2 separate regions of the Mus musculus genome follow, and region 1 is linked to region 2. Evidence: chromatin contacts called from public HiChIP or PLAC-seq data. All regions are on one chromosome and are shown on one strand. Each heading gives the region's core, a stretch centred on a gene start, on an enhancer-like site or on the middle of the called end of the contact. The rest is flanking DNA. Distances are from core to core; before and after follow the strand shown.

Region 1 (3,060 bases), core at 506-3,005, 240 kb after region 2:
AGCCCTGGCTGTTCTGGAACTCACTCTGTAGACCAGGTTGGCCTCAAACTCAGAAATCCACCTGCCTCTGCCTCCCAAGGCATGTACCACCACTGCCCAGCTAGCAAGCACTCTTTTGGGGGGCCATATCCCTGGTCCCTATATATGTTTTCCACTGGCAATGATGGTGGTTTTTGTTTTGATATAGGTCTTCACTCTGGAGCCAGGCTGGCATCAAATGCTCTTTGATGGTCTGTCCTTCTGCCTCATCCCCTTGTACTGGAATTACAGGTGTAAACTACCACACCTAGTATTCTTGTTGTTTTATTTGACAAAAATCTTACCTTGTAGCACAGAATGGCTTTGAACTCATGGTCATCCTTCTCTACCCTCCCTGGTGCCCAGTGAGACTAACTTAGAGGCTCTCTCCAGCCCTGGAGGGACTGATAGCTCTACCCATGTTCTCTCACTTAGATTTAAGAAGAAGAAGGAGGTGGAGAGGTGGCTCACCAGTTAAGAGCATACACCACTCTTATGAGGACCAAAGAACAGTTCCCAGCACCCACATTTGGCAACTCACAACACTGTGTAACTCCAGCTTCAGGAGATCTACCATCTCTGGCCTCCACTAGTTCTGGGTCAGGAAGCTTGAAAAATTCTTGTTCTAATTACGTAAACTAGTCACTGTCATTTAGAGGCTCAGGCACAGCAGATATGCCAGGCCTGACTTCTTCACCCTGACCCAGAATGCTAAGTTAGCCTCACAGCCTTCCAGTCTGGAAAAGACGTCTTGACATAATGTTGTGGTCACCACATTCCCACTGTATGCGTCACTGTTCATTGAGCTGGCTCACACAGAGAACCAATTATGTTCAAAGATCATATTCATTAGCCACCCATAGCCTTAATGACATACCCAAGAGAATTAACTTGTAAGGTTCATTTGTCTCATGGTTTTAGAAGTTTTGGTCTATAACTGATTGTCAGTATTGTTTACAGCCTGTGATGAAGCAATGCATTATGGTGGAAACATGACTAAGCAAAACCCCCTTACAGCACTAGTGAGGAGGGAGAATAGAAGAGTTAGGCTCCCAGAGTCCTTTGCTAGGGCATATCTCTCTTGGACCCCACTAGCTAGACATCCACCACCTCTTTCTAGCACCTCCTGAGGTCCAAGCTTTTGACACATGCCCTGTGGAAGATGTTTGAGGTCCCTACTAAAGAGGACAACTGTATCAAATTCAGCTCTGAGGGAAAGGCAGTGCCTCCCACAGATGGTCTCAGTGCTAAGGTAGGCCATTCCTGTTCATCTAGAGAGCTGTCCTGGACATGAGACTAAGGCTTAATGACAGTTTTCCTGGGGACTCTCCCAAGAGGGTCCCCTAAGCAGAATTCTGGGGTGGATGGAAGGCAGCCAGCCAAACAGAGGTAGGAGTGAGGAGGCACTCCAGGTAGGCAGCGGGAACAGCTTGAGCGAAGATACCAAAGCAGGCAAATATTTTGCCCCTGGTGCTGCTGAAGCTGAAACCAATGGCGGGAGTGGATCCATGAGGCTCGGCTCTAGGTTGGCATTTAGGCTTCTATCTGGCTTCCAGTTTCCTCTGCTTATTTCCTGTTTCTTCCTTCCTTTTCCTGGTGTAGTGAAGGTGCCAGGTCATGTTTGAGCCTCTCAGGGCCTCCAACTCTTATTTTCTTGCCGAATCCTACCCACACCCCTCACTCCAACCCATGGCTCTCACAGTCATCACCTGTGACTCATTTGTGGCTCTTAAGTGCTGAGAATGTCCACAAGCAGCAGGAAGACAATTCTTATTGACTTCTAGTGGAGAGAGCCGGGCCTTGGCCTGACTCTGCTCAGGTGCTGAGAGACTGTCACTGGCTCACTCTTCCTGCCGAAAGTCCAATGTCCTCATCTGGGAAATGGGTTCAGTCAGTACAATCCCTGCATGGTACAGTCCTGAACTAGAATGAACTACCTACCACCTGTAAATCCTAACACAAGTTGCTTACCTTGTTATTTTGAGTGACAGAATGGTGTACACAGTACAAATACTGGCTATGGAAGCAGAGAACCTAGGCTTGTTTGGGTGGTTGGTGTTGTTGATTTGGTCTGGTCTAGTTTGGTTTGGTTGGTTGGTCTGGTCTGGTCTGGTTTGGTTGGTTGGTTTGGTCTGGCCTAGTTTGGTTCCATTTAGAGATGAGCTCTTATATAGCCCTGCTGGCCTCAAACCCATGCCGTATATTACTAATGATGACCTTACATTTCTGACCCTTCTGCCTCTACTTCTCAAGTGCTGGGATTACAAGTGTGTACCACCATGTTTGGCAATATAGCGTAGGCTTGAAGCTCAGCTCTGTAACTTACTATGTGACTTTCAGCAGACTGCCTGGCTTCTCTGGGCCTTAGATTGTTCATCTGTAAAATAAGGAATATGTTTCATAGGCCTGTTGTATTATAAAATATGTGAATTTATGTAGTGTCCTATATAGGATCTCATATACAGGAAATTTTACAAAATCTTAATCATTCTTATCATCCTGGCTTGGGGTTTGGGGTCCTGGGGTCCAAGAATCACTGAAGGAAGACCCCAGACTCAAATAGTATACAAAGGCAAAGAGTGTTTATTCTGCAGAAATTACCTACATGCAGAGGTCAACCATTCTTCAAAATGGTGATGACCCAAGAGGCTCACAGGCCCCTTTGATGCAGGGCTAAGGGGATTTTCTAGAAGGGTTAGGTAACCTCTAATATGATTGATAAGGGGGAAAGCAGTGACATTAGTACAATTTTGATTGGTTGCTACATTAGTTCCATTATTTTTGGAGAGGCCTTGAAGAATTTCAGAGACCAGCTCAACTGTGCCCCCATTATCGCCTTCAGTTAGATGTCTCAGAAAGTGACTCCATTTCAGCTTTACCCTCCCTAAGTCAGGGTCGTCATTGACTAAAGACTCACTCACTGCCAGTGGCTCCCTCTGAGGAACCCAGTTTGCCTCCCAGGGAATTAAATTTTTTTAATCTCAAGATTTTTGGACCTCTCACGGGTGGTACATGTAGCAGTGGGCAGATCTTAAAGCTTTT
Region 2 (2,700 bases), core at 97-2,596:
ATAATTTGGCTCAGGGCTTGCAATATTTCAGCTCCCTACAATCACATCTTAATCAGTTAATTAGCCCTTAAGAATGTTTATAACCCTGCAGTTTTTCCTGTCGGTTTACACCTCTTAGTCTCCATCTTTCTGTGTGTTTGTTTATCTACTTCTAAAACAGTGTGCAGTCTGCATCCATTCACTAGCACGGAAGAAAAACCAGATGCAACCTCTCTACCTCCCCCGCCTCCACCCTTTTCTTTATTGAGACAGGGTCTTGCTACACAGAAATCCAAAGCAGGATGTTTATTTATTTAGAACTCCAAAGCAGGTTATTTATTTATTTATTTATTTATTTAGGATGCAGTCTCTGGTAGCCCAAATTGACCTCCAGCTGCGTAGCCAAGGATAATACTGTACTGTGTTTCTTGCCAGACCCACTTTTAACTTTTGGCCCTTCTGACCTCCTGAGAGCTGGGGTTTCAAGTGTGTGTCACCCTACTCGTTTCCACATTTAATATATATATTTTTTCTTTAAATTAATAAGTGTCTGCACCTGACCTCCTCCACCCACACCGAGGATCTGGAGTTACCAGTTATGATGAGCTACACTAGTGATGGGGACTGAACTCAAGGTAGGCGACTATGAAAACATTAGGAAGTTAGGAAACTGCTGAGCCCCCAATCTGTCCTTTATTTGTTTATTTATTTATTTATTTATTTACCAGACAAGGTGCTGAGCCCCCATCTGTCCTTTATTTATTTATTTACCAGACAAGGTTTCTCTGTGTAGTCCTGACTTCCCTGGAACTCGATTGGTAGACCTGGCTGGCCTCAGAGGCCCCCCCGAGTGCTTGGATTAAGGGCATGCGCCACCACGCTCGGCTTGCCAAGTGTCTATTGGATGAATTCGTCAACCGATGGGCGAAATGCAAAACTGGGTCAGCAAGAGGTTGTGCAGAATATACCTGAAATTTTACCTATGGCAGTTTGCACTGCAAGTGTATAACGCACACTCAAGGCTGGGTGGGGGAAAAAAGATAGTTCTTTGTTTACAAGTTCTTTGTGATTTCACTCTTACGTTTCCGGTCACTTGATAAAACAAATTCCTAGCTGACCCCGCCTAGCACACCTACCCACCCACCAGGCGGACTTGAAAGCGCAGCCTCTGGAAGGCCTGCAAGGCTGCAGAAGTCGGACGCATGCGCAGTAGCTAGAGTCCTAGAGTTCGCGGGAAGCTGGGACCTTGCTCGCTTATGATTGGCTACTGCGGTAGACTCCCACCCACCGGGGCGCAGCGCTGCATGGTGATTGGGCGAGCCCACAGAGGCCGGACGAGGTTTAGGGGGCGAGGTTGGGGAGGCGGGAAACGACGCGGCCAGCGCAGGGTCGCTCTGTGCTCTAGTGGTGTTGGTGTGGAGCGGCTCGGAAATGGCGGTGCAGCCTAAGGAGACGCTGCAGTTGGAAGGCGCGGCCGAGGCGGGCTTCGTGCGCTTCTTTGAGGGCATGCCGGAGAAGCCGAGCACCACGGTGCGCCTCTTCGACCGCGGCGACTTTTACACGGCGCACGGAGAGGACGCGCTGCTGGCGGCCCGCGAGGTGTTCAAGACCCAGGGCGTGATCAAGTACATGGGGCCGGCAGGTGAGGGCAGCCGCGGCGGCGGGGCCCGGGCCGGCTCGGGGCCGCGTTGCCGGAAACCTGGGCGCATGCAGCGGTGGGGCTGCGGCGGAGCGCCCCGCCCGAGAGCTGCCTCCCCGGGCCACGCGTTTAGCATCTTGTTTTGGTTCGCTTCCGCACAGTGCGCTGGGCGGCTGCACACCGCCGAGTCCAGGCTGTCCTCGGACGCCTCGAGTTCCAGCCTCCCAAGTTGATAGGATTAGAGTCTTGTGTCACCGTGGGTACCTCCAAATCAATAACAGCCCGCAGCCTAGGAGCGAGGAGTGGAGGGCGTTTTGAGAGCTTCCTTTAAGACACCCTCATTTGCCAATAGGCTGTGTTTTGTTTTGTTTTTTTTAAACCGTCTCGCTTGAGAACCTGGGATGGACCATTGCTGAAGGGCAGTATCGCCAAGTGGTCAGGACCTAGGATATGCCCTGGAGCTGAACTGCCCGGATTTCAGTTGTGGATCCCCTACTGTTTGCTGAGTGCGGTTGAGCTAGTTGGAAAGCTGTGCTTAGCTAGCTAGCTAGCTAGCTTTCTTTCTTTCTTTCTTTCTTTCTTTTTTTTTTCTGCCACCTTGGCTCTCACCACTCAGCATCATCTCTCCCTAAAAGGCTTCAGAACTCATTTGTGGCCTAGGAAGATTAATTTGATCACCATAATAACCTCTCCCCCACCCACCCCCGTTGCTTTTTCTTTCAATTACATTGAATGTCCATTATATCATACTTTGGAGTTGTGAGTTCTAATTTTTTTTTTTTTTTTGGTTTTTCGAGACAGGGCTTCTCTGTTATAGCTCTGGCTATCCTAGAACTCACTCTGTAGACCAGGCTGGCCTCGAACTCAGAAATCCACCTGCCTTCCAAGTGCTGGGATTAAAGACGTGCGCTACCACCGCCCAGCATGAGTTCTAATTCTTTATGCTGTTATATGCAAATGGATGTTACAGACATCGTATTTCTGCCTGGTCTGTGCTAGGTAATAGTCTGCTGCCTTCACAACCAGTTGAATTTGTTTTTGTTAGACAGCTATTCTTTATCTTGAGTTAAAGAGTGACACAC

The links. HiChIP or PLAC-seq counts read pairs in DNA pulled down with a chosen protein or histone mark.
Region 1: a contact with region 2 is called in a FOXA1 HiChIP or PLAC-seq map of pancreatic cancer cells. The contact joins the enhancer-like site here to the promoter of Msh2 in region 2. A contact is called at or near these places in 1 of 39 promoter capture datasets (maxillary cranial neural crest), 1 of 484 Hi-C or Micro-C datasets (nephron progenitors), 5 of 115 datasets of contacts at active chromatin or transcription factors (embryonic basal ganglia, embryonic forebrain, embryonic limb bud and 2 more) and 2 of 9 other capture datasets (liver and pancreatic islet).

The regions. Positions count from the first base shown.
Region 1 is chr17:87,914,771-87,917,830 of GRCm38.p6, forward strand. No RefSeq gene overlaps it. Among named protein-coding and RNA genes, the nearest start is that of Msh6, 59 kb to the right of the region's middle. Within about 2 kb of position 1,756, at least 6 of the 459 cell types and tissues checked have an H3K27ac peak or open chromatin away from gene starts, as enhancers often do. A contact at or near this core is called in pancreatic cancer cells, where this site is marked.
Region 2 is chr17:87,671,186-87,673,885 of GRCm38.p6, forward strand. It overlaps Msh2 (mutS homolog 2), which reads left to right and starts at 1,347. Exons shown (of 16, transcript NM_008628.3): 1 at 1,347-1,621. The coding sequence starts at 1,411.